Regions from separate parts of the Mus musculus genome. Here all the other regions are linked to region 4. The links are chromatin contacts, called in public HiChIP or PLAC-seq and promoter capture Hi-C maps. All regions are on one chromosome and are shown on one strand. The core of a region is the stretch at or near the end of the contact, and the rest is flanking DNA. Distances in the headings are between cores, read along the strand shown.

Region 1 (4,570 bases), core at 1,440-3,939, 810 kb before region 4:
TTCTGTCACAAAATGTGGCCTTGAATTAAAACCATCTGTGCAGAAGAGGAAGCAGAGGGCTTACATGGGATGAATTTAGGAAATGCCTAGAAGAAACTCATATGGTTAAGGCCACCGTCCCACGGAAAACACAGGGCCACATGTGTGACTTCCCGTAATGTCAACTCCAGTGACAGTATCAATATTGGCACACGTTTCTGTTTCCAGTGACCCCCATCTCCTTGTGGAACTCCATTAACTCCATCCAGTACTGCCAGGCTCGGGGGCGAAGGGGAGTCAGAACTAGGCAGTACTGCCTTCCTCTCCTGTGAATTACCTATAATGCTTGGCACAAACCCTCAGTGTTAGCCCACTGCAGGCATGTGGGAGCCAGGCCAGGTGGAGAGGCAGGAAAGATGAGGACTGTGTGTGTGTGTGTGTGTGTGTTCAAGTAGTAGCCTTCAAAGAATGGTCCATGGGACCCTGACTGGAGGCCCTATTGCTAGCTGTGCTGGTAAACAGAAGCCCTCTGTGTGTGTGTGTGTGTGTGTGTGTGTGTAGAAGGAACCGCTTTGCTGAGCACAGGTCTCTGGGGCTTCCGTTTTGACTCTAAAACCCTCCGTACATGTTCACATGAATATGGAAGTGAAATCCTCTCCTACGGCTTCCTGTGGTGTCTCAAGAGGTTTCACATCTCCTTGACTACTGGAGCAGAGAGCTAGACTCCCGGAGGGGACTCCACTCAGTCCCACTGCCGTGGCCACGCCCATGAGGGGGAGGGTGCCCAAGTGAGGCTCTGCAGGCCTTCTCTCTAGGCTACAGGTAGTAGGCTCAGAGATGGGGTCAAGACTGGATTCCTGCAACAGAAGAAAGGCATACCAGGAAAAGAGGGCTTGGAGGCTGGGAGTCACTTGTATTGTTTTGGAGCTGTCTTAAGAGAAGGTAAAAGAGATGGGACTCCTGGAGCAGACGGAGCTCTGCAAATGAGCAGGTGTGTGTGGGGGGGTGGGGGGGTGGAGTGGGTTGGGGGGCGGAGGAGGGTGGAGTAAGCCTTTGAGGGGGTTGGGGTGACTGTGGCTCCTCTCTTCCCCTTTTTCTCAGCAGAAGTGTCACCAACTTCGGTTATCTGGGTTCTTCCCAGCCCAGGAGAGAGAGAGAGAGAGAGAGAGAGAGAGAGAGAGAGAGAGAGAGAGAGAGAGAGGAGGACACGTCCGTGAGTCTGTGTGTCTGTGAGTGTGTGTGACTGTGGGGTGTATGTATGGTGTATGTATGTTTGTATATGTGTATGCCTATATGTGTATGTATGTATATATGCACATGTGTGTGTGTTTGTGTGTTTATGAGATCAATGTAAGATTTCTATAGGCATAGAAGACACTATCAGTTTTGCAATTCACAGTCCAACAAAAGATGCACTTGCCATTTAAAATCTATCCTATTGTGTATGAGGCTCTGGGTTGAATTCTTAGCACAAAAAGAAAAGTGCACTAAGATTGGGGAGATGGCTAGGTTGGTAAACTGCTTGCTGCACAATTGGGAGTATCTGAGTTCAATCCCCAGGACCCACATTAAAACAAAAACATACAATACAAACAAAACAAAACGCCACAAAAAAGCCTGACATGTCTGTGCACAGCTGTGGTTCCATTGCTGCAGAGGCAGAGGCAGAGGCAGGTGTGTCCCCGGGCTTCCGGCTAGCTAGCCCAGCCTACCTGGCCAGCTCCAGGTCATCAAGAGACCCTGTCTCAAAAAACAACAACCAATAAGGTGGAAGGTGTTCCTGTGGCCTCTGCACACATTTGCACATAGGTGCATGCATGCTGTATACACACAAGCACCCACACACAGGAACACCTGTGCACATGTGCAAACACACTCAAGTGTCACCAGTAGATAATGTCCTTTCCAGGAGAATAGTAGGGGCACCACATCTCTACTATAGCATCTTCCTAATCCAGAGGTCAGCTCAACAGAGCGGAGCATGGGGCAGGGCACACTCAGGGAAGCAGAGACTCTGGAGGGGAAGACGCTTGAGCTTGGGCCTGAGGTCAGCTTTTGACCAAGAGCTTCAGTAGAACTGCCCCAGAGATGCGCGAGTGCAGGAAGATAGGGCGTCCTGGCTCCCAAAGCAGCTCCTACAGCCTAGGAGGAACGGAGGCTTGGTAAGCAGCCCAGGAGGGAATGGGGTTTCCAGGCTGGCCCCTGCTCTCTAAGGTTGGATTGCTTTCTGTCGTCCAGTCCTGCTCTGACACAAGGCAACTGTGTACACTATCTGTACCTCCTTCCTTCCCTACAGTCTTGCCTCTGCCACCTGTGTCCTCCTGAGTGACAGGACAGACCAGGGGTGTATGTACTATCTCCTAGGCAACGTCCCTTTCAGAGAGGAAGAAAGTTGTCTAGAAGTTTTTTGTTTTTTTGTTTTTTCTTTTTCTTTTTTCTTTTGGAAGTGTGTGAGATGAGAAAGTCAACCCAGGGGCAGGCCAGGGTTGTATTTCCTGGAAATGCTTCAGCGATCACCCCCAGGGACCTCAGGAAACCACCTAGAAGGTCCTGTTCTTAAAGCACAGGGCACAATGAGGTTTACCTATTAACCGATGATGCTAGGCTAAGTCACTTAGTGATTGGACTGACTTAACTACCCAGCTAATCTGACCACTCCCTTTAGGACCCCAGATTTGGTTGAGTGAGTGGGTACAAAGGAGGGGCTGAGTGACTCGGGGCCACATAGGCAGCAAGGAGCAAGGGGCCTGAGCAAGAGGTACCATATTTACCTCAGTGTGTGAAGATCATTTGCCCAGGCTGGGGCAGGAGAGAACCTGAGGCCCTTGCAGGAGGTGCCCAGGGGCCTGGCCTTCCTGCACCTTCAGAGAGTGGAACATGGCTGCACTCTGGCTGCTGCTGCTGGTCCTCAGTCTGCACTGTATGGGGGCAGGTAAGATAACCTCCTGAACCTTCTCTCTCCTGCTCCTGTTTGGGTAAAACATGTTCATTTTTGCTAGCTAACAGGTCTGAGTGCCCCAGAGTAGCCAGTCTCCAGACTATGGCATTCCTCCAGCCCTGTGCACTGTATTTTACAGCAATTTTAATAATGAGCCATTCTCATAGACTGTGTGAAGGATGTCCCTGTGGGGACGTAGGTTAGGACTGGGTACTGCTGGGTCCTGGTTCCTAACATGGTGCCTGGCATGACATAAGTGTTCTGTGGTATCAAAGTCAAGAATATTTCCAGCACAGAGCAAGACTGACTACTTCTTGACTCTGTTTCTTTCTCTCCTGTCCCCTTCCCTCCTCCTGTTGGTCTGTTTGTCTGTCTGTCTATCTATCTGTCTGACTGTAGTCTGTCTGTTTCTTTCTCATTGGAGACAGTCACGCTCTATAGCCAGACTTGCCTTAAACTCATGGCAATCCTCCTGCCTCAGTGCTGGGATCACAAGTATGCCAACCACATTACTCTATGTCCCTGTCAATAGTGAGGTGCTCTGCAGGTCTGTTTTGGGGTAGACAGCCATGCATGCCACACAGGAATCTTGGGTTGTCCTCCCTTGTCATCCAGTCTCACATACAGAAGCGCTAATTGTTTTCAGCCTTGTGCACATGAGCCTCAAGCTCGTCCCAAACCTATGCCCTGCCAGATGTGGAAGTCTATCACACCATATGATTTTGGTAGAAGAGTGGAATTAGCTTGAAAATGCCTTTTCTGAGTTTTGTTTGGTTGGCTGTTGTTAGGAAAGCCGGGTATACTAAGTTATTTAAATTTGTTACCTTAAGACCTTAGACCACTGCAGGTGGAAAGCAACAGCCTGATTTAGTGTCAGAGCCTTGGGGAGGTGGCTCAGCAATGAAGAGAACTGGGTGACTCTGCTGAGGACCCAGGTTCAATTCCCAGCACTCACATCAAGCACAAGAGGGAAGCCCCAGGATTACCGCGACTTCTGCCCAGCTTGGCTGAGTTAGAGCCCCTTGGCTTGGAAAATGGAGAAGGCACAGCGTCTGTGCAAATAGACCGTTATTGTTCATTTACTGCAAGAGTTTAAAAACATTTCTCTCTCCTGCTTCTCTGTTTCTGTCTGTCTGTATTTCTTTGCCTATCTCCCTGTCTCTGTCTCTTGTCTCTCTCTTTCTCTTTCTGTCTCTCTATCTCTGTCTCTATCTGTGTGTGTGTGTGTGTGTGTGTGTGCATGAGCGTGTGTGCACTCTCATCCGTGCTTGTCTGTGTGTGCACCACATCTATGTAGTGTCTGATGAGGCCAAAAGGGTCTCAGACTCTCTGGAACTGGGGATAGAGGGAGCCATTGGGGGTAGGTGCTGTAGTTGGAAACCTCAACTTCTGCAAGCAACATATACGTTTAACATCCAGCCACATCTCTAACACCATGAGGAATATTTTAAAGAACAAAGGGTTCATAGGAAGACAGCCAGGCAGAGCTCAGGTGCAGTAGCTTCTGCCCCCAAAAGGTAGGTGTGCCGATCCCCACCATATGAATGTGTTCACCGACTGGGAAGGTCTCAGGACCCCACAACCTGAGATCTTTAGGCTTCATCAAGTAGACAGGATTTTTTTTTTTTTTTTTTTTTTTTTTTTTTTTTTTTG
Region 2 (5,031 bases), core at 734-3,233, 930 kb before region 4:
AACACTCCAGGTTATAAAGAGCAGGATTCAAGCCCTTAGTGTTAAACTTCAGGGGGAGCCCCCCCCAGGCCGTGGCCCTACTAGTGAGGCTTCCTGCTTCTATCTGATGGCTGGAGACACAGGCCTAAAGAGGGCTGGCAGAGGTTAGCTTGTTTGAGAACAGACACTTCCCTCAAATCCCAACGTCAGCTGCACGGTCGCCACCTGGCAGCTCGAATGCAGACTATCAGGCCCGTACTCCAGACAAGACCCATGGGTAACAAGGTCTCTGGTTCTCCACACCTGTGCATGGCCTGCATCCGGAGCCCTTCCTCGATACTGGAGCTCAGCGCCTGCTGGTTGTGCAGGCGGCTGAGGCGGATGAGCACCCGGTCCTGATGGGCCTCGTATTCCTCCCGGCTAGGGTAGATTTTGGAGATCAGGGCGTCGAAGTTGGGGTCCGGCCGTAGGGACCGCTTGGATACCAGCTTTTTCCGGCAGGTAGGGCACTCCTTGTTCCTGGGTGTGGGAGGAAGGGAGCTCTGTAGGGCCAACTCCCATCATGGATGCCCAGGCTGACCCGCCTGGCCCCATGGCAAACATGTCCCTCCTGTTACCCGCTCCGCAGGGCGGTGACGATGCAGTCCGAGCAGAACCTATGCAGGCACTCCTTGGTGGTCATTGTGTTCTTCAGCATGTCCAGGCAGATGGGACACATGAGCTCAGAATGCAGTGACCGAGGCGAAACCGCAATCTCTGTACCATCCATGATGGCTTCCTGGGTCATCAGAAGGTGGCAGTGGGTTGGGGGAAGGGGACTTTAGAGGCAAGCTTTGAGAAAGGTAAGAACCTGGACAGCCATGCTGACCAAACTGATGGGAATTCTGGGATGGAGGAGACCAATGACTTGGAGATTACCAGAACAGAAGGGATGAGGGCCCATTTACAAGGAGTTTTGAAACAGAAAGGCCAGGGTTTGTTGAGAGGACTAGGGCTGGGAATGGCACAGATCTATGGGTTGGAGGATATTTATGCTACAAGACTTCTTCATTTTTTGTTTGCTGTTTTCAAGACAGGGTCTCCATATGCATGTATTCCTGGCAGGCCTCTAAGCAGGCTGACCTCAAACTTAAGAGATCCACCTGTCCTGGCTTCAGGAGTGCTGGGGTTAAAGGCCTTCGCCATCACATCCGGCCTCAACAGGCTTTCTTAAAACTCTAAAGAGCAAGACTACCTAGACTAGAAGTTCAGGGTGTCTGTCAAACAGATTCCGATGTCGTCCCAGCGCACGTGAGTCAGAAAACTGGAGAGGGAATTATATTTAAGCTCGCAGGATGAATATATATATGTGTACATTGACATGTGGCTGTTGAGATGGGACAGGGCCGGGACGGTAAGTTCTGTTTACCGTGCTTCAATTAAAACGGTGATATCTGCTGTACCTCGCTGCCATGGCCACTTTGAGGGGTTAAATCGGATCAAATGAGGTAGGTGTTTTAGTGCTTTGAGAAGATAAAAGGTGATTCAAAGACAGAGTCGGGCCAAGAGTAGTGTGGCAGGGAGGGAGAGGGCTGGTGGGAGGGGGTAAGCTGGGGCTGGAAGATCCCTGTCACCTGCGGGGTCCGGTGCAGCTCATAGAGACTCAGTTCCCACGTTTTGCTGGCATTCTGTGCATTCGCCGGCGTCGTCATGGTGACGGGGCACAGACCCTCCCCCTCCAAGCGGGGCTCCGCTGAGAGAGGTCTGCGGAAGGGGGTGGGGGGAGACGCTGTCGGGGCCGCCCCTCTGCAGACCCCGCCCCCTGACCCTGGGCGTGCGCCCCGCGGCCCCTCACCCAGCTCCGGCCTTCGCGCTGCCCTGCTGCGGGCCTCTCCCCAGGAACCCCGGGGCTCCGCTGCCCTGGTCCGCTCGGTCCGCAGCTGCCACTCACGCCGCAACCCTTGCTGCCACCGCCACCGCCGCCATGGCCTGGGCGCCGAGGCTCGACGTCACTTCCGCCCTCCCTGTATCCCACCCCGCGACGGAGACGTCACCGCCCTCGCGCGCCACGCGCGCCGTGGAACCGGGTTCCCCCTCCCCCGCCGGGCGCGCGGTGAGCCGGCCCGGTGGGTGCTGGTGCATGTGGAGAGCCCGAGGGCGGAGGATCCCCTCCGTGGCGCTGATCCCCAACTTCTCTCAAGCCGGGCCTGAGAACCCCGGAAAGCCGGCCGCAGCTGCACCTCTGCTGCTGGGTGCGCGCCCTGAGATCCTAGGGCTGCGGCGGGGTCCCGGGTGTCCGGGGACCGTCCCGCGCTCCGCCCGGCCTCTCCCCCTCGAGGTTTGGGGGCGGCGGCTCGGGACGTCCAGACGCAACTCTCGGCCGGAGCCAGAGACTCGAGAATTGCGTTTGGACAATCAGGAGCCGCGGCCCGGGACGGGGAGAGAAGCGCATCGGAGGCACCGGGGATAGAGACGCCGCGCGGAAGCGGGGACACCAGATGGGGCGGGCCCCTGGGGGGAGTCGGGGAGCACACGAGTGAATGTCTGGCGTGGGAAAGTAGGCAAAGCCACTCCGGGACTCGGAGTGAAGGAAGCGGACGAGAAGGAGAGAGAAGGAGAAGGAGCAGGGCCATACCGGTTGAGAGCCGGTTCAGAGTCGGGAATAAGGGGCACAGAGGAAGAGACCGTGATGGGTATTCGTCCCCCCCGCCAGCCTGTGCAGCGGCTGCCAGGGGGTGTCCTATCTCTGGGACAAGTTAGCAGTGGGTCCCCTCGCCCCCCAACCCAGTTACCCCCTACTTCCCTGTTCTCTCCTTCAGTCCGTGGCCAGTCCTTATGTGGGCACCAGAGTCGATTAGCAAGGACCCCCTCCCCTTCCTCCTCCTCCCAGCCCCCTCCTTCTGCTCTCCTCCAGCCCCTTTCATCGGCTAGTCCATTCCCCTAATCCTGGCCCCCTCCCCTAATCCCCCCCATCCGACCCCAGGCCGGCTGCAGCTATTGTAAGGTGGAGAGAAGGGAGGGGAAAAGAGAAAGGAGGGGTGGGGGAGGGCCACCTGTTCCAAGACCCCCTTCCAAGGCCAGACTGGACACCAGGATGGGGCCAAGAACAAATCACCCTTGGGGTCCATAAGGAACTCGGGGAATGGGGGTGGGTGACTGGTGCTGCAGAACCAATGAGAGGGGGTGGGGGCAGAATCCCCTCCCTCTGAAAAGACCCAGAGTGTCACGCATACACAGTGACATACACTCTTTCCTCTCACACCCGGCGGCGGGGGTTGCCCTGGGAGACCAGGCAGTGAAAGGGAACAATCCCTGGAAAGGGGAGAGAGGGGGAGGTGGGGAAGGGTCTGAGGGCTTGGACACAAGAAGAACCGGAGGTGGCAGGGAAGAGGATTTGGAATTTATTAGGGTCACAAGCACCCCTGCCTTCCATATTCAGCATGCCTGAGCCACACACTGCCATCTCTTTTGTAGCCTGGGAACTTAGCGTCCTCATCAGCAGGAGGGCCAGGCAGTGGTGGGGGAGTGAGCAGAGTCCGGCTTCCATCAGGCAGTTACATGAAAAGACCTCCTGAGAGGGGCAGAGGCATTGGGACAGGTGCATGGGTGGGGATGTAGGCACCCACTTCTGTCCCTGGTCTAAAGAAGGGATGTCTGCTCTGCAGGCTGCAGGAGCCCCTCACTTTCTCATTACAACCTGGGTTCTGTTTTCCTGTCCTCCTCCCCATGAAGGCCTCATACCACTGACTTCCACGGAGGCCCCTGTGATGTATCCACTGTCTTCAGATGCCAAGAATGCAACCACATCTGCCACATCTGTGGGGATGGTGGGGGAAGGGCAGTCTTACTTCCTTAGATACAGATTGACTATCCCCTCTACCTTACACCCCCCCCCCAAAATCCTAAACCTACACCAATCATTAATCCCTGTGCGACCTTTTCAGTACTATTACAGATTTAAGGCTCTGTTCAAGCCCCCACCAGACCCTTTTTGCAATCCATGCTCACCCTCAGGGTCCCCCATGTGTCCCAACGGAATCATTGCAGTTACCTGTAAGGAAACACTCACGTGGGTAGAAGTTTCTTTTATGGACTTCCCCCCCCCCCTTACTTTTTCATCCCTCATTATGTACACGTCTGTGCCCAGCAATCTCTCTCAGAGACCTCTGACAGACTGCCCTCCACCCACAGCCTACCTTGTCCTTCACTTTCTCTGGCATTTTCTGGGTCATGGGCGTTGCAATGAACCCTGGGAGGACCGAGTTACATCGGATTCCATGTCTGTGAGAGGAAGAATGGATGCTGACCCCGGGAAGGACACTGACTCTTCTTCCCTTAGCAAGGTCCCCAGTCTGACCCACCGTCCAAGCTCCCGGGCCGCAGTCTGGGTGAGCCCAATCACTCCTGCTTTGGACGACGCATAATTCGTTTGTCCGATATTCCCCACCTACAGTGAGTCAGAGACCCAGAGTAAGTCAGGAGTCGTCTACAGGGGAGCCGCTTCCCAGCGCCCACGTGGCTAGCTGGCCTGGCCCAACTCATCCTGACCTTTCCAATGATGCTACTAATGTTGATGATGGAGCCACGACCGCCACTGGACACTAAAGCCTGGGCTGCAGCCTGAGTGACTAGGAAGGTGCCCTGGCACGAGAGGGTAACAAATTAGGCAAGATCAGCTGCGGTGGCAGCCTTCCTCTAAGTACTTCCCCAGGCTGGGGGCGGGCACAAGTCACAGGTTTAGAGATCACCACCTTGAGGTTGACAGCTATGACTCTGTCCCAGTCTTCTTCTGACATGTGGAGCAGAAACTCATCGCGTGTGATGCCCGCACAGGACACAACGACAGATGGCGGGCGAGAAAAGCAGGCCTATGTGAGGGAGGGGGAGGCTAACACCAAAGACCACAAAGGGCCGGGCTGAGGGGTGTGTGGCGTGGCGTGGCGTGGCGCGGCGCGGCGTCCGGTTCACCTGCACTTCCTCCAGCAGGCGTCTGGCTGCGGGGCCCTGAGACACATCCGCTTGGAAGGCAGCGTGCTTGCCGCGCGGCGCCCCGTCCTCGCTCCCCGGGCTTCC
Region 3 (4,342 bases), core at 373-2,872, 860 kb before region 4:
CTTTGGTAAGAGGTGGTCCTGCAAAGGTGTAGCCGGCCTTGTCCCCTGTCTCCCCTGGGGCTCCTTGGGTGCAGGGGGTGGGGCAGCGGGTTCTTAAGACCTACAGACTGTAGTGCACTCTAGGCTAGGAGAATCCCCCTAGCTGCCTTGTGTTCCAGTACCCTTACCCATATTTGGGACAGCTGATGTAGTTAGTAGTTAGCAGGGGAAATTTGGGAGATTCAAAGCCAGAAGAGGAAGGGTCTCTGAGATGACATCACTGTTGCCTTGTGCCAGAAGCCTAAATCCAAGGAAAGATCAAGGAGAAGTGTTATTCTGCCTTACAGGCCCCCAGTCTCTTTCCTCACAACCACCATCACTTTATATAGGAGGAAAGGCCCATTCACATGACTTAGCTTTCAGACAGACAGCATGGCTGTCAAGCTCTGTGTGAGGGCTAGGTGCACCTATCCCCTGCACCCCTGCTACCCATAGCAAATGGAGTCACCATGACGGTAGGACACATAGCAGCAGTGCTGGCAAAGGCCCAGGATGTTTGTCCCTTCCTGAACGTGACTCCTGTTGGCAGGCTCAGCAGGAATGGATGGGAAGAAATGGGTGACATTGGAAACTGTCAGGTCCTGGAGTCACCAGGGAGATCTGAATGCACTTCCTTCATCCGTCTCATCTGTGATGTCCCCTTGTCAGACTTCTTAGAATAGCCACTAAGGCTGGCTCTGCCCCTCACATCCCTTCACCACATTTGGGACTCTGACTCGGGCAGTTTGGGATTTGGCTTCATCTTGTGGTTCAAGATCACTGTAGGTACTGACTGCCTTCAGTAGAGGTAATCCTGGTCTCAGAGACACCTCTTGGTATACCTGTTGCCTGAAAACTACCTGCCTACACCAGTCAGACCTAGTTTCCATCCTCCAACCCCCCTCTTTTTCAGACTTTTAGCATAGTCTGTTCCAGGTCCCCTCTTACACTCTGCCTGGAAACAGTCATCACAGCCTTCGTGTGTTCAGGATGTCATACCCACGAGGTGGTGTCTCATAGCCCCTCCTCAACCCCAGCCTCAGGCTCTTACCTTAGTCTTTCTGTCCCCGTTCCACCATGTCCCTTAGGCTTGGAGGGGGGGTAATATCAATGTCTCTCTTAGGGCTGAGCCATTAGCTGTCATTCGTTCCAGAACTTTGTCCAGTTAAGAGTATGTCCTGGCCATTGCCTACCATGAAAAGCATCTTCTCTGGCCACAGACGGGGCAGAACCAATCTGGCAACCTAAATGCAGTTTGAAAGCAGCTTTGCTCTAAGACCATTTAGCTGATGTTAGCAATAAATCCCCACCAGGGGGCGCTCGCGTGTGTAGCTCTAACTGTGAACTTGACACAGCATAGAATCAACCCACCAAGCCCGGGGACACAGGGCCATCCCAAGGCAGGTGGCCGCGCCTGTATATGAGAGCTGTGAGGCAGTAGGCAGCGTGCCTCTGTGGTTTCAGTTGGGAGCTCCAGTTTGAATTCCCGTTCTTACATCCCTCCATGACGGACAGTGGCCTTCAGGTACAAGCTGAAACAAAGTCTCTCCTCCCCAGGAGGCTTTTGATCACAACAGCAGGAAGAAAAGCAGAACAGGAACTGAGAGTGACGACAGTATCCGCCCTGTCTTGAGCGCTTCTCAGGGCTTCTTGGCCAGCAACACACAGGGAGAAAACCCACACTTGGCAATGGGATTTCGGCTTAGAGATCTATGGTTTCTGACGGGTGGCATTATTCATCTCTGCATGGTATAGCCAAGCCTTCAAAAATTAATTGTATCTTTTAGTTAGTTCATTAAGTGGTTGTATTATTATTATTATTATTATTAGTTTTGTTTTTCAGGACAGGGTTTCTCTGTGTAGCCCTGTTTGTCCTGGAACTCAATTTGTAGACCAGGCTGGCCTTGAACTCACAGAGATCTCCCTGCCTCTGCCTCCCGAGTGCTGGACTCACACCCCACCCATAAAGTCTTCTCATTTCCCTCATCCTCACTGCCATTCTCATCTCAACCTTTTTAGACCTATCACTCCCCCCTTTTCATATCACATGCAGTCCTCCTGCCCCTCTCCCCAGGAACACAGCCGGTGCCCACAGAGGACAGAGAACAGGTCAGATCCCCTGGGACTCCAATGACAGGTAGTTAGGAGTTGCCATATGGGTACTGGAAACTGAGTCCTAAGTTTATGGAAAAGCAGACAGTACTCTTAACTGCGGAACCATCTCTCCGGTCTCATAAATGTTTATTTTAATTGTATGTGCATATAAATACAAGTATAAACAAATATTAGAAAAGGCCAGAGGCATCAGACCCCTATGGAGCTAGAGTTATGAGCTGCTCTGTGTAGGTGCTGGGAATTACACTGGCAGCCATTGCAAGAGCAACGGATATTCGAGTACTATACCATGTCCTATTTATGAGTCCAAGATGAAGACTGGTTTGTTTTACTGAGACGGGGTCTCACTATGTATCTCTGGTTGGCCTGTAACTCTCCATCTAGACCATTCTAAGCTCTAATTCTGAGAAATTCCCCTGCTTCCACCTCCCATGTTCTGGTGTTAAAGGCGTGCAGGACCATTTCCAGATCAAATACAGTTCTTTAAAGTGTAGCACATCTTTACATCTTTATTGTTGGCATCCGTTGTAATGTTTCACTTTCACCTATGAGCCTACTAAACAGGGACTTTCCTTCCTTCTGTTTAATTTGGCTAACGGTTTGTCAACTTTGTTTATCTTTTTAAAGAACCAACTCTTGGTTGCTTTTTGTTTCGTTTTCATTCTCTTCATTTCTCTCCTGCGAATTTCCCTTCTACTGCCTTTGGATTAAGTTCACTCTTGTTTTCCTAATGTTTTAAGGTTCATGGTATCGCTTGGGACAGCTCTGCTTGGGACGGTTCTGCTTTTGTAGCGGGGGCAGAGTGGAAACCTTCCAATCAGGACAGCCTTCGTTTTTCTTTTTTCTATTCTAGTACTTTAATTTTTTTTCTTGATTTTTTTCAATGACCTACTCATCCAATCTCCAAGTTATTTTTTCTGTAGTTTTTCTTGTGGTTGATTCCTAGCTTCGTTCCAGAAAAGAATACAAATGGAAAACGGAGCAATTTACCTTTCTGTATGTGTGTAGACTTTCTTCTTTAGAGTAAGTCCTGTGGCCAGCTGAAAAGACTGAGTTCTGTGCTGTTTGGGTGGAGTGTTCTGTAGATGTCCTTCAACGCCTTTGCCTGGATGACCTGCCCCTTGTTGCCAGTGGGGTATTTATGTCACCCACTGTTTCACTTTTTATTTGGTAGTATTTGTTCTAGGAAACCGAGGGTACTGCTGGTTTTTCACACTTAGAGTTGGAATGCCAGCTTGAGGGATGGTTTCTAGCATCAGCATGGCGTGATCCTCCTCATTCCTTCTGATGGGTTTAGTCTGGAGCCTGTTTGGTCAGATATTGGAACAGGAACTCCGTTGCTTGTTGCTTGGGATTCCTATGCCCACCTTTCCTGCTTGATGCTCCAGTGTGATCCTTGTATGCAGCAAAAGGGAAGCTCCTGTGCTCTGAGCCGCTCTGCTGGTCTGTGTCTTTTGGATGGTGGACAGAGACCACTAAGATCCAGTTATTTAAAGGTGTGTGCTAATTGTCAATTTGCTGGGTTTTGTAGTGTGTGGTGTTTTCCCAATCCCCAATTATTGCTGTTAAGGTGTCTCATTTTTTAAAAAAAAATTTATTTTATTCTTTACATACATTACATCCTGTACTGGCTGGTTTTGTGTGTCAACTTGACACGGCTGGAGTTATCACAGAGAAAGGAGCTTCAGTTGAGGAAATGCCTCCATGAGATCCAACTGTAAGGCATTTTCTCAATTAGTGATCAAGGGGGAAAGGCCCCTTGTGGGTGGGACCATCTCTGGGCTGGTAGTCTTGGTTCTATAAGTGAGCAGGCTGAGCAAGCCAGGGGAAGCAAGGCAGTAAAGAACATCCCTCCATGGCCTCTGCATCAGCTCCTGCTTTCTGACCTGCTTGAGTTCCAGTCCTGACGTCCTTGGTGATGAACAGCAGTATGGAAGTGTAAGCCGAATAAACCCTTTCCTCCCCAACTTGCTTCTTGGTCATGATGTTTGTGCAGGAATAGAAACCCTGACTAAGACACATCCCAACCAAAGTTTCCCCTGCCTCCACTCTCCCACCAACCCCAAATCTATTAATCCCTGATACCAAACATGGCGTAACAAGTTACAATAAGACTAGGCACAAGCCCTCCTATCAGGGCTGAGCAAGGCAACTCGGTATGAGGAAAAGGATCCCTAAAAAGTCAGAGATGCCCTCACTCCTGATGTTA
Region 4 (4,350 bases), core at 769-3,268:
CCGCTTGTGCACGAACTCCTCCTTGTCGGCCAGCGTGTTGGAGTCCAGCCAGGAGATGACCTCCTGGCACTTGTCCAGCACCTTCTTCTTGTCAGCCTCGCTGAGCTTGCCCTTGAGACCCTCGTCCTCCACGGCGCTCTTCATGTTGAAGGCATAGGACTCGAGCGCGTTCTTGGCGGCCACCCTGTCGCGCTGCACCTCGTCCTCGGCCTTGTAGCGCTCGGCCTCCTGCACCATGCGCTCGATCTCCTCCTTGCTCAGGCGGCCCTTGTCGTTGGTGATGGTGATCTTGTTGGCCTTGCCGGTGCTCTTGTCGGTGGCCGTGACGTTCAGGATGCCGTTGGCGTCGATGTCGAAGGTCACCTCGATCTGCGGCACGCCCCTGGGCGCCGGCGGGATGCCGCTCAGCTCGAAGCGCCCCAGCAGGTTGTTGTCGCGCGTCATGGCCCTCTCGCCCTCGTACACCTGGATCAGCACCCCGGGCTGGTTGTCCGAGTAGGTGGTGAAGGTCTGCGTCTGCTTGGTGGGGATGGTGGAGTTGCGCTTGATGAGCGCCGTCATCACGCCGCCCGCAGTCTCCAGGCCCAGCGACAGCGGCGCCACGTCCAGCAGCAGCAGGTCCTGCACGTTCTCCGACTTGTCCCCCATCAGGATGGCCGCCTGCACCGCCGCCCCGTAGGCCACCGCCTCGTCCGGGTTGATGCTCTTGTTCAGGTCGCGCCCGTTGAAGAAGTCCTGCAGCAGCTTCTGCACCTTGGGGATGCGCGTCGAGCCGCCCACCAGCACCAGGTCGTGGATCTGCGCCTTGTCCATCTTGGCGTCGCGCAGGGCCTTCTCCACGGGCTCCAGCGTGCCGCGGAACAGGTCCGAGCACAGCTCTTCGAACCGCGCCCGCGTGATGGATGTGTAGAAGTCGATGCCCTCGAACAGAGAGTCGATCTCCAGGCTGGCCTGGGTGCTGGACGACAGCGTCCTCTTGGCCCTCTCACACGCCGTGCGCAGCCGCCGCACCGCGCGCTTGTTCTGGCTGATGTCCTTCTTGTGCTTCCTCTTGAACTCCTCCACGAAGTGGCTCACCAGCCGGTTGTCGAAGTCCTCCCCTCCCAGGTGCGTGTCGCCCGCCGTGGCCTTCACCTCGAAGATGCCGTCGTCGATCGTCAGGATGGACACGTCGAACGTGCCGCCCCCCAGGTCGAAGATGAGCACGTTGCGCTCGCCCTTGCCGGTCCGGTCCAGCCCGTAGGCGATGGCGGCCGCCGTGGGCTCGTTGATGATCCGCAGCACGTTTAGACCGGCGATCACGCCCGCGTCCTTGGTGGCCTGCCGCTGAGAGTCGTTGAAGTAGGCGGGCACCGTGATCACCGCGTTGGTCACCGGGTGGCCCAGGTACGCCTCAGCGATCTCCTTCATCTTCGTCAGCACCATGGACGAGATCTCCTCCGGGAAGAACGACCGGCTCTCGCCCTTGTAGTTCACCTGCACCTTGGGCTTGTCGCCGTCGTTCACCACCTGGAAGGGCCAGTGCTTCATGTCGGACTGCACCACCGCATCGCCGAACTTGCGGCCGATCAGCCGCTTCGCGTCGAACACGGTGTTCTGCGGGTTCAGCGCCACCTGGTTCTTGGCGGCGTCCCCGATGAGGCGCTCGGTGTCGGTGAAGGCCACGTAGCTGGGGGTCGTGCGGTTGCCCTGGTCGTTGGCGATGATCTCCACCTTGCCGTGCTGGAACACGCCCACGCACGAGTAGGTGGTGCCCAGGTCGATGCCGATCGCCGTGTTCTTGGCCATGGCGCCGCGCTCTGCTTCTGGAAGGCTGCGCTCCGCGGCGTGGATGCTCCGGGGAAAGTTGCGCTCCGCGGCAGGGATGCTCCTGGGAAGGTTGCGCTCCGCGGCGTGGATGCTCTGGGGAAGGCTGGTCCTGGCCGAGGATCGGGAACGCGCCGCTCGCTCTGCTTCTCTTGTCTTCGCTTGTCTCTGGATGGAACCAGATTTGATTCTGAGTAGCTGTCAGCGTCTGGTGCCCTGCTCGCCGCCCTGCGCCTTTAAGGAGTCTTCACCGGCCCCGCCCACTCTCCGCTGGGCCAATCAGCGAGCCGGAGGAGGCCTTGGGGCCAGGAATCTTCCAGCAGTTTCGCGTCTGGTGGAGCTTCCCCGCCTCCCTTGAGTAATCGGAGTTGTGGGTTCCGCCCTTGTCCAGAACTCTCCAGAGGTTTCTGGGGTTCGCTAGAGAGTACGGATTCCTGAGGGGGAGGGTGTGGGGAAGTGCTGGTGCTGCTATTGACACTGTTGCGGAGGCGACGCAACTTCGGGGTCCCTGTGGGTGAAGCTGTTAAGGGTCAGCTCCTGAAGGTGCTGGGTGGTGAGAGTGTGGGACTCAGACCAGGGAGGGAGTTTAAAGTGTACAAATCCTTCCTACAGGATGGCGGACGCAGAAAGTTTCTCAAGAGAGGCGGGATAAGGCTTGGCTAAAAAGTCTGTGATTGGGTCCTGGTTTGAGTGACAGCGTTGGGCAGGGGCGCCTGTGGAATGCTTGCTTGTCCATGTCTCCCCCTCCCTCTTCATTTTAGGTTTGAATAGGGAAATAGAAGAGATCTTGCAGTATAGTTCATTTGTTTTGCTGTCTTTACATCACGGTTAAGGTAGGAGTAGGCGGTACATCGCCTATGGAGTTCTCACAATTTTATAAGGAAATCAGCGTGAAAATACTTGATTCTCATGTTAGGAGGACCTGTGACTCAAAAGAGGAAAAAGGAAAGTGTCCCAGGACCCGGAGAGCAGGGCTTAATCGACCGTGCCAGGCTGTAGCCACTCCCTTTGCCTCAGGCTGCAGCCTGACATTAGTAAGAAAAAACTTTCCATAGACGGTGAGGCAGAAGGACTGTAGAGAGTCCAAGACCAGCCTCCGTTATAGAGGAACCCTATCTCAAAAGATTAAATAAAAATTGCTCTTTGCCAAGCACCACTGTAGGGTCTGTGCTCTGCTGTAGTAAGGTCAGGTTAATCAACAGTTCGTTGGTTCTTCTGTCTGTGTCTGCCGTCTCTGTCTGTTCACCTCTTTTAGAAGAGATGGCGTGCCCTATCCTCTGATAGCATCTTGCCTCACAGTGCCCTGCGAACTTTCCGGTGAGATCCTAAGCCTGGGTGTTGGGGCCCGCCTACTAATTCACCCTATTAGCTTTTTGTCCTAAACATCACTTTCTATGCCTGGTCTACCCTCTCCCTTTTAATTATAAGTACATTTAGCTGTCAGTGATGTCCCCTTTTCTCCTTCTCTGCCCCTCCTTTCTCCTCCTGTGTAGGAATTAAAGACCCCCTAGTCAGATGCCTTGAAACCACAGTATGAGGTTACTGGGTATGGTGGCCCACCTCTGTAATCCTCATGCTTTGGAGGGGCGGGCAGGAGGATGAAGAGTTTGAGGCTAGCCTTAGCTACATTAGAGCCTCTCTTTCAGAAAAAAAAAAAAAAAAAAAAAAAACAACGTAGATAACACCCATAGCAGAGAGAGACTGTTAATTGTCACATACACACATCTTTTTCATATTAAACTTTTTTTTCTTTTATTTTGAAATAGGGTCTTACATAGCCCAGGCTGGCCTTGAACTTACTGTGTAGCCAAAGCTGATCTTAAACTCTTGCTCCTCTAGCCTTGACTCCTAAGTGCTGGAATTCCAGACAAGCACTACAAACTACACACACAGGTCTCTGAGTGTGAATTGGAGGAGGCAGTTTCTGGAGGGAGCCCTGCTTTTAAATACAACTCCATTGGCCTGCCTCTCTCTCTCTCTCTCTCTCTCCCTCTCTCTCTCTCTCTCTCTCTCTTTCTCTCTCTCTCTCTCTCTGTGTGTGTGTGTGTGTGTGTGTGTGTGTGTGTGTGTGTGTGTACATAAGTCCATATCAGAATATCTCTTCTGGGAATCCAAGGGCATTTAGTTGTCTGTGCTGTAGTTTGCTGATCTCAGCCAGTGTTTGGAAGATGCTGCTTCATAGATCCTCTGTTTGTGTGGGAAGAATTGGCCAGCAGCAACTTGTTCCATAGTTAGACCTGATGAATTCAGTTCTAATGAGTCACCACCCTGATCTAGTCAAACTGGTTAAACTTCAAAAAATTTTCCATTACTCTGTGCACCTCTGGCTGGGGATTCCTCCAGGAGTCCATGTTAGTTAGCTACCTAGTCACTTCTGGAGACTTGCAGACTCCCTTCCCTTAGAGGCCTCTCACCACCACCTGTGACCACTTGGGTTTACTCTTACCCTGTCAATCAGCAATACATAGAACTCTCTTTTAAAAGAAAATTTGAGTCAGGGTCTCATTCTGTAGCACAGGATATCTGGGACTGTGTGCCTGGAAG
Region 5 (4,557 bases), core at 2,047-4,546, 860 kb after region 4:
GGTCCCCATCAGAAGAGTCTGGTCATGGTTCCCTCCTAAGTCCAGGGGATAAAATCTTTCAGACCAAAGTGACAGATTTACCTGGCTTGCTTTCCTCTCATGGAACTGAGCTCGGAGCTCTCAAGAGTGCACATATATTCATATATAATTCAATTGCTTATTCGGGAGTGTGTATGTGTGGGCATATGTGACCACGTATGGGAGTCAGAGGGTGACTTTCTAAGAATTAGTTATCTTCTTTGACCACGTGGATCCCAGGGATCAAACTCAGGACATCAGACTGAGCCATCTCACCCAAATTGTTTGTTTTAAGATATCTCTCTTACTCTCTCTCTCTTTTTTTTTTCTTTTTTTTCTTTTTTAGTTTTTCGAGACAGGGTTTCTCTGTATAGCCCTGGCTGTCCTGGAACTCACTCTGTAGACCAGGCTGGCCTCAAACTCAGAAATCCACCTGCCTCTGCCTCACAAGTGCTGGGATTAAAGGCATGCACCACCACGCCCAGCGATATGTCTCATTTTTACTTTATGCATATGAGTCTTTTGTCTTTGAGTATGTATGTGTACCACATGCATGTAGATGCCTACAGAGATCAAAAAGGGAAAAGGGCATCAGATCTCCTGGGACTGGATGCGAGATGCCACTTGAGTTCTGGAAACTGATTCCAGGTCCTCTGCAAAAGCAGCAGTGTTCTTAAGAACTGTGCCACCAGTGTCTCCCCCCCCCCCCCTTCTATGTTATGGTTTTGGTTTGTTTGTTTGTTTGTCGTTTGAAACTGGAGCTTGCTTTGCTGTGTCTTCCTGCCTCCGCTTGGCAGGCTGGGAAGAGGGCTGAAGTTTCATGTTGTGATGGGTAGTTTCCACCACACTTTCACTCGGACTGTTAGAGGTGCTCAGAAATGTTGACTTCTGTGTTCAGGGAAAGCGGTCTCTCAAGCATTACGGGGATCCCGTGGGTTCCTAATGGTGCTATTGACGACGGGCACAAAGTCTCATAATTTTAGAAACTTCACTTATTTTGTGACCCACCTAGTATGGGGCAAAGGCAGGAGCTTCGGACTTCCTGTCTTCCCTCTATCCCTTTGAATAGCGTCTCGGGAGTGTCCCTAAGTAACCATTGCAGTTTTGTGTCCGTGTGCTCTGTTGAAATCTCTGTGATGTGTGTATGGTTTTCACGTGAACGGAGGCAGGCAGAGCCCGGTCTGTGGGTTCTAGTGTGTTCTTTATCTTCTTGGAAGTTTGTGCAATGACTTCCCTCCTGTTTCCTGCGCATACCTCCAAGTAAGTACGTGAATGTGTTTTCTGTGGTCCCTTGATCTTGCTGGACTTCACTAAGGAGGGTGGCTGGACCATCTGCTACGTGTCTGAGAGCCCCTCTCTAGCTACCTCATGTCCGGACGTGAGCTTACTCCCAATGTTTTTACCCACAAGCATTCACTACTCCCAGGAAAGAACGTGCACTGGGGCACCTAGAGAATAACCAATCAAGGCTCCGCCTACATTTTGCTTCCTCCTTGGAATTTCCAGCCCCTTGCAGCCAACTGCTCCCCAGCTGCGAAGGGCGGAGTTCCCCCCGGCCCGGCCCCTTCTTTGGCTCTATAAGTAGCTCTGCTTTGCGGGGGATTTGCACTCCTCTACACTCTCTGCACAACGTCTAAATTATGTGCCACTCGCGCAACCATCTCCACACCATGACTGGCCTGAGGGCCCCTTCTCCAGCTCCCTCCACCGGCCCGGAACTCCGGCGGGGCTCTGGTCCCGAAATTTTCACCTTCGACCCTCTCCCGGAGCGGGCCGTGGTGTCCACCGCGCGTTTGAACACTTCTCGCGGGCACCGAAAACGCAGCCGAAGGGTGCTCTACCCTCGAGTGGTGAGTATCGCCCGAGTGGGCATCAGGAGGTCGCGTCGCCCTGGAACTTGTAGGTAACAACTAGGCGCAGGGACCTTCGATCTGACGTTTCCCTCTTTTATCTGCTCAGGTCCGGCGCCAGCTACCAACCGAGGAACCCAACATTGCCAAGAGGGTCCTCTTTCTCCTGTTCGCCATCATCTTCTGCCAGATTTTGATGGCTGAAGAGGGTGTGTCGCAGCCCCTGGCTCCGGAGGATGCTACCAGCGCCGTGACACCTGAGCCCATTTCTGCGCCCATTACTGCGCCCCCGGTCCTCGAGCCTTTGAACCTGACCTCGGAGTCCTCGGACTATGCGCTGGATCTTAAAGCTTTTCTCCAGCAACATCCGGCGGCCTTCTAAACGCGATGGGTCACAGTCCGAAGAAACAAAGGCACCATGGATGGGTACCTGGTGCGAGAGAACGTATCCCAAACTGGGATTTCTAAGGCAACGCTAACTCAGAACACTACCGCCAAGAGACACCGCGGGTCCTGGCTAGGCCCACTGGGGACGGACAGAGACTTTCTCCGTGTCTAATTAATATTTATGTATTTATGTATATCCTCCTAGGTGAAGGAGGGGTGTATGTAATATTTATTCTAACTTATGCAGGGGTGCGAGATATGCCTCCCTGCTGTAACACAGATATTTATTACGATTTATAGGGTCGGTAAGACAGAGTTGTGGGAGGGAGGACCCGGGTGGTAGGACTCCCAGCTTGGGGATTAGTCTGGGGGGGGTGTAATAAGATTAGGGGTAACACTCCGTCTTCCAGCACTTCAACTCTGTAGTCTGTTGTAAGGCTTTGGAAGACCCTTGGGAATCCGGCCTTTGATGTCTTCTGGTTGCTTCTCAGGGGCAGCTGCAGGAGTCTTGGGTCCATGGATTGTCAGAGGGCGGCTGTCTGGGGTCGCCTAGTATGTATGTTCTGTGAACACGAATAAACTTGATTTGCCTGTCATTATTATCTGCAGTTCTCGAAGTGTATCATTCAAGCGGGGGGGAGGGGGGAGTGGCGGGAGGATGTGACTAGGTGCCCAGTCCTCACCCTTTCTTGGGTCCTGAACTCTTTCTTGGAGTTACAGACCTATATCCGGTCACCGGATGCAGTCATACATTGCTGGGTGTGCGGTTTTCCCAGTTAGAGAGTGGTGTGGCAACCTGCTTACTCATGGCAGGCGGCGGGTATTCAGGAACCAGAGTGGAAGGGCGTGGCCTCGGTTGGGGGCGGAGCTTCCACGCCAATGCTTCGAGCGGGGGGGGGGGGGGGTTGGTTGTTGGTGGGGGGGAGAATGTCTGGCATCCCCCTGGGCTGCCGAGAACTGTAGTGCTGCGGACCCGAGCGGAGCCTGCCGGGAAAGGGGCGGACCGAGGGGTTGGGAGGGGGCGGGGTCGCGTCTGTTGCTGCAACAGGGTGCGGCCGGGTGGGGGGCGCAAGTGCAGCTTCCACTAAGCCGGGTGTCCGAGCAGTCCCCACCCCGTTCTGGGGTTCTGCGGGCCTCCGCGCTTCTCAAGACCCCGGTGGGGTTGCTTACGGGGACGTTCCGGAAGGTGAGTGGGGATGGGAGGCGGAGCCTTGGGCTACTGAAGAGCCTGGAGGCTGCGGAACTGCTGCAGACCCCTGGGCGCGGGAGAGCTTTGTGTGGTAGAGGGGCTAGGGGGCGCGGTGAGAGGAAGACTGTGAGAATCAACTGGCACAGAGGAAGAAGTCCGGGGGGGGGGTGTCTTAGGACTGTCACAGGGGCGCTCAAGGGACTGGGCGGTGGCAGAGGCAGTTGGTGCTCCTGATAGGAGGGTAAGGAGGTGCCACAGGGCCCCTTCCCCTTTGCAAAGGCTTCCTCTCTATTCCTCTCCAGCTGCAGCTTCAACCATGTTTTTCACTTGTGGCCCAAATGAGGCCATGGTGGTCTCCGGTAAGTCTCCTCCCAGCCAGTGACACCCACCCCACGCCCTCCCTTAAACCTGACCTATGCCCCCTCCTGTCCGCACCAGCTTCCCAGCCCTTACGTTCTGCCTGCGACGGCCACAAACCACCTGTGATTCCCAGCCTCCAAAGCATAGAATTCTCCCCACCCCCACCCCCACCCCAGCATCCAGATTCTCCTCATGGGCGTTCCACCTTTTACCCCAATGGTCTTCAGCTTTGCCACGGTCACATTATGCCCCCACAATACAGGGTTCTGCAGGAGCCCCCCAGTCATGGTGGCCGGAGGCCGAGTGTTTGTCCTACCCTGCATTCAGCAAATCCAGAGGTAGGTAGCAACAGAACCCAGGAAGGGAACCCATTTTCCTCTCTCTCTCTCTTACTGTCTGCTCCTTTTCCCCTAGGATCTCTCTCAACACACTGACCCTCAATGTCAAGAGTGAAAAGGTTTATACCCGCCACGGGGTCCCCATCTCAGTCACGGGCATTGCCCAGGTGAGGCTCTCAGAGCCTTCCTCCCAAAGCCCACCCCCACCTTTCTCCTGGCCATTAAGCACCTCTGGCCGTGGACTTCTCAACTCTGTCTTTCCGCTGGTCTCACCTTCAGCCGCCGCCCCCAAGACCCCTAGCTCTTGCTCCTCCTCTCCTTGCTTCCACCATCATACCCTTTCTATCTCTACTACGGCCGCAGGTGAAAATCCAGGGCCAGAACAAGGAGATGCTGGCAGCTGCCTGCCAGATGT
Region 6 (4,875 bases), core at 892-3,391, 910 kb after region 4:
GGCTTGACTTTGAGTTCCGTGATGTTCTCTCTTCCAGGTTTATTACCATGTGCTGGGACTGGGCGAGCCCCTGTCCCTGAAGTCTCCTCGGGCTCTGAGACTCTTTTCCCACCTTCGACACCCAGTGTGTGTGGAGCTGCTGACTGTGCTGTGGGTGGTCCCCACCTTGGGCACCGATCGGCTCCTCCTGGCTCTTCTCTTTACCCTCTACCTGGGCTTGGCTCATGGGCTTGACCAGCAAGATCTCCGCTACCTTCGGTCTCAGCTACAAAGAAAACTCCACCTTCTCTCCAGACCTCAGGATGGGGAAGCAGAGTGAGGAGCTAGTTCTAAGCCCTGAATTTACTTCCCACCTCAAAATCAAATCCCTTAGTATCCAGACGGAGTTTGCTTCAGACCGCGGAGGAGGTTGGAAGTCATGCCCTGAAGGGGCTGTGCCCTCTCCTGCTGGAGAACTCAGTTCCTGAATCTTGATCCTGAATTCTTATTCAAAGTTTCCTCCACTGGTCTTCAAGATCCGCCTCTCACCAGCCAAGAATGGTTACAAAACTCATGAGTCTCCTTTTCTCTTAGAGCATGACCTCCACACACACTGGGTCAGTTCACACAGGGGAGCACCTCAGCTCACACTGGGGAGCACTCACTCCCCTGGCACTGTTATTGGCTCTGCACCTCAGGGATTCCCTTCCATGTTTCCACCTCAGGGAGCTATGTCAGGGCCTATCTGAAAGTTTATAAGTAGTGGCTCTTTTGTACCGCGGCTGTGCTTCCTCCCCACTCCTGCCTTAGTTTCTCCTTAGGTCTTTCCCTACAGCTCTGTGTGGTCTCCTAAGGCGACGTCTCCCGATTTTAACTCGGGTTGACTCAGGGCTCCCTGCTCTCCCAAAGGATATGCGCTGCAGAAAAAATAAAATTTTATACATATGATATCCACTTGTCTGTCCATGACTCTCAAGCCGCAGAACCAATTGTGGGAAGGAAGATGAGACCTAGTTTTTGCGGTGATAGCCGAGCACTCTAAAACGATCGCAAGGCTGGGGCCACACCCCATGGACCCGCCCCATCTCTCAGTCGTCCAGTCCTGTTCCCTCCAAATATTAGTTTCTCCGCGTATAAATCAGGGAACCCACGGGAGACAGAATAACTCTCTGGGAGGAGAGCGAACTCCCAAAGCCATTTTGCCTCAGACCCCAGGGCCTGGCAGCCGCCTTCTCTGCCACGGTAACAAAGACTGGCTAGGGAAAGAAAAAGCGTGGGGAGGAGCGGCGAGAGATGGGAAGGGCGGGTCCGACTCCAAGCAGCTGCCGCTTCCTCCCCATGTCCCTCAGGGGGCCTGAGTCACGGGCCGCCGCCCCGGGTCGGCCAGCTGGAGAAGTGGGTCTGGACACCCCGCTTCTTCGGGGCTGCAAGGAAGGAAGCGGGTGAAGGTCTCTGGAGACAGACAACGGAGAGCGAGGGGATAGCCACAGCAAGAGAGAAGTCCCACCAGAGTCCACGCGGGAAGGAGGGCAGCGAAGCCCCGCCCTTCGCCGGGCTCCTCCCTGCGCCCCCTTCCCTCGCCCCATTGTCCGTAGACAAAGCGGTCGCCGCCCCCGCCTGGCCCCCAGTCTGCGTCTCCGTCCCTCCTCTTAGGCTCCCTCTTCCCTCCTCCTCTGTTTCCCTCCCTCCCTCCGGATCTCCCTTCGCCTCTCTCCTCCTCTTCCTCTCTCCCGACGCCTGACTCCACTGCACCTCCTCCTAGGGACCCCGAGGCGTGTAAGTTGACTATGTGGCTCCCACTTTAAGAGAAGTGCCTCCTGGCTCCAGATCTTCCCTGGAGTGTCTCCCCTTTTGCATAGATTGTCCCTTCAGTTCCCTCTGGTGCACAACCCTTTGGGTCAAGGTCCCCTGAGAGCCGGCTCCCTGGTTGGGGAAGACAGCAGAGGCGTGATGTGGGTCCTCGTCGCGCCCGAGTTCTGGAGCGTATCCGGTGGGGAGGCCGGCGAGATTGTAGGGACTGAACGCGGCTGGACGCCAGGGTTCTGGGAATGTACGGGGCTGCACACTTGCTCGGGTACCAAAAGTCCCCAAGGAGGGTATTTCCCCTGACCCGCCTCGGGGGCGGGAAAGACAGTGGGGTAGGGGCCGGACTGAGGGGCGGGGCCGAGCGCAGCCGGGAAGGCAGCCGGGAGCTGCGGGGGCCCCGTGCGAAGAGGCGCCGGCGCCCTTGCCTGTTTCCCGGTCTCCCCTTCTACCCTGGACCTCTGCCCTCTACATCTGTCCTCACCTCCTCACCTCCTGCCCGATCTCCTCGCCCTTCGCCGTCTGGTTCCCTGTTCTTCCCGTTTATCTCCCCCTGCGTACCGGGGGAGGCAGTCTTGACTGAATCCGCTCACTTCTCAGCCCCGGCTCCTCCGGCTCCTCTCTCTCTCCTGCTTTTCCTCTCTCCCCTTTCTTATATCTTAGGGACGGTCTGGTGCCCACAAACCCCAATCTAGCTCTGCCTCTGCCCGGAATCTCGACTCTTCCTCTCCCACTATCCCCACCCCCAACTTGGCACCCAGCTTTTCTCTTCAGTTTTTCAGTTCCTGACTCTTTTGCTGTCCTTCCTTTCACGGCCTTCCTCTATCTTCATTCTTAATTCCACTGTCCCCTCCTGCCCTTCTTCGTCCCTTCCCGCATCACTTCCTCCCCCAACCCCCATTCTCAGTCTCCGGGCTCCTCTGAAGCTTACCCTTCCTGTTCCTGTCCCCCAATACTCTCTCCTTCACTTCCAGTGACCATGACCGCTATCCCAGATTGGAAGCTACAGTTGCTAGCCCGGCGGAGGCAGGAGGAGGCAGCGGTTCGTGGCCGCGAGAAAGCAGAACGGGATCGCTTGTCCCAGATGCCAGCCTGGAAGAGGGGAATCCTGGAACGACGCAGAGCCAAGTTGGGCCTGCCTCCTGGAGAGGGGAGCCCTGTGCCTGGGAATGCTGAGGCTGGACCTCCAGACCCAGATGAATCTGCTGTCCTTTTGGAGGCTATTGGACCAGTACATCAGAATCGATTCATCCAACAGGAGCGACAGCGGCAGCAGCAACAGCAGCAGCAGCAGAGAAACGAGGTGCTTGGTGATAGGAAGGCTGGGCCTCTGGAGGTTCTAGAAAGGAGATCAAGTCCTGGTAATTTAAGAGATCAGAGTCCTAAGGGAAGAGAGTCCAGAGAAGAGAGGCTAAGTCCCCGGGAGTCCAGAGATAGGAGGCTGGTGATAGGGGGAGCCCAAGAGTCAAGTTCGAGGTCTCTTCGAGACTGGAGGCAGAGCCCAGCAGAGGCCAGAGACCTGAGTTCCAGACCAGCAGAGGCTCAGAAATGGAGGCTGAGCCCTGGAGAAACTCCAGAGGAGAGTCTGAGATTAGCGGGTTCTGGAGATGACAGTCCCAAGAGAAAGGAGGTGTTGGAAAGCATTCTGAGCCCTGGGGAGCCTGGTGACCAGAAGGCCAGCCCGACAGATGTCCATAAATGGAATCTTGACTCAAGAGAACCCCAGAAACAGAGCTTGATACAGCTGGAGGCCACAGAGTGGAGGCTGAAGTCCGGTGAAGAGAGGAAAGACTACTTGGAAGGGTGTGGGAGAGAGGAAGAGAAATTGAGTTCAGGGATTGTTCCGGTGACAAAGGAGGTTCAAGACATCACCTCGAGCGAAGTGGAGACTGCTGAGCAGAGACCCACTGAAAGCTGGAAATGGACCCTAAACTCTGGGAAGGCTCGAGAACGGACGACCTGGGACATAGATACACAAACTCAGAAGCCAGATCCTCCAGCATCTTCAGAGAAGCACCCAGGACCTTCTGGTATGGAGGCTGAAGAGGAGGCTGAGAAGGAGGAGGCGGAGGCTCAGAGCAGGCCTCTGAGAGCCCAGCAGAACCTCTGCTCTGGGCCCTCCCCCCTCCCACCAGAGCACTCTGGGACGGAAGGCTCCAGACAGCAGGAAGAGGAAGCGGCAGAACCCCGGCCCCCAACACCAGCCCCTCTGTCTCCCCCACCCTCGGCCCCAACTGCCCCCCAACCCTCTGGGGATCCCCTCATGAGCCGTCTGTTCTATGGGGTGAAACCAGGACCGGGGGTGGGGGCCCCCCGCCGCAGTGGACACACCTTCACTGTCAACCCACGGAGGTGTGCGCCCCCTGCCAGCCCAGCCCCTCCAGTCAACCCTGCTACAGCTGATGCTGCAGGGTCTGGATCTGGGAAGAAGCGGTACCCAACTGCAGAGGAGATCTTGGTGCTGGGGGGCTACCTCCGTCTCAGCCGCAGCTGCCTTGTCAAGGGGTCCCCTGAAAGACATCACAAACAGGTAAGAGAGCTACCATGCCTGACTGGGTAGAAGTCTCTTTCTAGTTCTGACTGGATGGCTTTTTTATATGTGTGTGTTCTTGTCTTCTATTCTTTTTATTCCTGCCGACTCCCTTCCTCCCCCTGCACACACCCTTCCTCTGGGTAGCCTTCCTTTGCCATTCATTTTGGAGCCCCAAGGATTCTGTTCTGCACTCAACTGCTGTGTTGGGGTGTGTCGTTTTCGGGTGTGCCCTGCCTGTTTCTTCTTTCCCCACTCTCTCGGTCCCCTCTCCTTTTCTTCCTCTGGGCTTTTGACCCAGTTAACCCTCTGGTAAGAGAGAAAAGATAACGTACCTGTGAAGGCGTGTGAAAATAACCCAGGGGGACAGAGAAGGTTGACGGAGAAGTTCAGGGAAGTTGGAATGAAGGTCTCAGCCCCAGAAGGAGGAGGGGGTCAAAGCTAATGGAGGACATTCCAGAACAGAGGTGGGGGGTGGGTTGGGGTGATGGAACAGAGCTGGCTGAAGGAAGAAGGAGTTTAGACCCCAAGTCGGCCCCCACTCCTGGCAAGAAGAGGCCATT

What was found. HiChIP or PLAC-seq counts read pairs in DNA pulled down with a chosen protein or histone mark. Capture Hi-C pulls out chosen DNA fragments and counts their contacts.
Region 1: an H3K4me3 HiChIP or PLAC-seq map of bone marrow-derived macrophages shows a contact between it and region 4, with 6 times the contacts expected there. The contact joins the promoter of H2-DMb2 here to the promoter of Hspa1b in region 4. A contact is called at or near these places in 4 of 39 promoter capture datasets (the C10 cell line, frontonasal cranial neural crest, hippocampal neurons and 1 more) and 2 of 115 datasets of contacts at active chromatin or transcription factors (bone marrow-derived macrophages and embryonic hindbrain).
Region 2: a promoter capture Hi-C map of adipose tissue shows a contact between it and region 4, with 2.4 times the contacts expected there. The contact joins the promoter of Ring1 here to the promoter of Hspa1b in region 4. A contact is called at or near these places in 3 of 39 promoter capture datasets (liver and pre-B cells), 2 of 484 Hi-C or Micro-C datasets (B cells and rod photoreceptor), 8 of 115 datasets of contacts at active chromatin or transcription factors (bone marrow-derived macrophages, embryonic midbrain, embryonic stem cells and 4 more) and 3 of 9 other capture datasets (adipose tissue, liver and macrophages).
Region 3: a contact with region 4 is called in an H3K4me3 HiChIP or PLAC-seq map of pro-B cells, with 3 times the contacts expected there. The contact joins the enhancer-like site here to the promoter of Hspa1b in region 4. A contact is called at or near these places in 4 of 39 promoter capture datasets (the 3T3-L1 cell line, the C10 cell line, hippocampal neurons and 1 more), 1 of 484 Hi-C or Micro-C datasets (adipose-derived mesenchymal stem cells), 6 of 115 datasets of contacts at active chromatin or transcription factors (astrocytes, bone marrow-derived macrophages, effector CD8 T cells and 3 more) and 3 of 9 other capture datasets (adipose tissue, macrophages and pancreatic islet).
Region 5: a FOXA1 HiChIP or PLAC-seq map of pancreatic cancer cells shows a contact between it and region 4. The contact joins the promoter of Flot1 here to the promoter of Hspa1b in region 4. A contact is called at or near these places in 1 of 39 promoter capture datasets (the 3T3-L1 cell line) and 1 of 115 datasets of contacts at active chromatin or transcription factors (pancreatic cancer cells).
Region 6: a contact with region 4 is called in a FOXA1 HiChIP or PLAC-seq map of pancreatic cancer cells. The contact joins the promoter of Ppp1r18 here to the promoter of Hspa1b in region 4. A contact is called at or near these places in 2 of 39 promoter capture datasets (the 3T3-L1 cell line and hippocampal neurons), 1 of 484 Hi-C or Micro-C datasets (B cells) and 2 of 115 datasets of contacts at active chromatin or transcription factors (microglia and pancreatic cancer cells).

What each region holds. Positions count from the first base shown.
Region 1 is chr17:34,142,560-34,147,129 of GRCm38.p6, forward strand. It overlaps H2-DMb2 (histocompatibility 2, class II, locus Mb2), which reads left to right and starts at 2,690. Exons shown (of 6, transcript NM_010388.5): 1 at 2,690-2,911. The coding sequence starts at 2,857.
Region 2 is chr17:34,022,697-34,027,727 of GRCm38.p6, forward strand. It overlaps Ring1 (ring finger protein 1), which reads right to left and starts at 1,984. Exons shown (of 7, transcript NM_009066.3): 1 at 1,814-1,984; 2 at 1,593-1,722; 3 at 597-757; 4 at 283-498. The coding sequence starts at 1,670. Mir219a-1 (microRNA 219a-1) reads right to left here and starts at 2,396; the gene lies at 2,287-2,396. Mir219c (microRNA 219c) reads left to right here and starts at 2,316; the gene lies at 2,316-2,375. H2-Ke6 (H2-K region expressed gene 6) reads right to left here. Exons shown (of 9, transcript NM_013543.2): 2 at 4,927-5,031; 3 at 4,710-4,826; 4 at 4,507-4,599; 5 at 4,320-4,405; 6 at 4,155-4,239; 7 at 3,967-4,009; 8 at 3,700-3,774; 9 at 3,337-3,529. The coding sequence ends at 3,513.
Region 3 is chr17:34,100,334-34,104,675 of GRCm38.p6, forward strand. No RefSeq gene overlaps it. Among named protein-coding and RNA genes, the nearest start is that of BC051537, 7.2 kb to the left of the region's middle. Within about 2 kb of position 1,623, at least 148 of the 459 cell types and tissues checked have an H3K27ac peak or open chromatin away from gene starts, as enhancers often do. A contact at or near this core is called in adipose tissue, bone marrow-derived macrophages, effector CD8 T cells and 3 more, where this site is marked.
Region 4 is chr17:34,957,220-34,961,569 of GRCm38.p6, forward strand. It overlaps Hspa1b (heat shock protein 1B), which reads right to left and starts at 2,019. Exons shown (of 1, transcript NM_010478.2): 1 at 1-2,019. The coding sequence starts at 1,788.
Region 5 is chr17:35,820,061-35,824,617 of GRCm38.p6, forward strand. Flot1 (flotillin 1) reads left to right here and starts at 3,297. Exons shown (of 13, transcript NM_008027.2): 1 at 3,297-3,441; 2 at 3,747-3,803; 3 at 4,067-4,142; 4 at 4,219-4,309; 5 at 4,506-4,557. The coding sequence starts at 3,761. It overlaps Ier3 (immediate early response 3), which reads left to right and starts at 1,653. Exons shown (of 2, transcript NM_133662.2): 1 at 1,653-1,868; 2 at 1,978-2,851. The coding sequence starts at 1,659. The coding sequence ends at 2,250.
Region 6 is chr17:35,864,474-35,869,348 of GRCm38.p6, forward strand. Ppp1r18 (protein phosphatase 1, regulatory subunit 18) reads left to right here and starts at 2,142. Exons shown (of 3, transcript NM_175242.1): 1 at 2,142-4,312. The coding sequence starts at 2,762. Nrm (nurim (nuclear envelope membrane protein)) reads left to right here. Exons shown (of 4, transcript NM_134122.2): 4 at 38-927. The coding sequence ends at 319.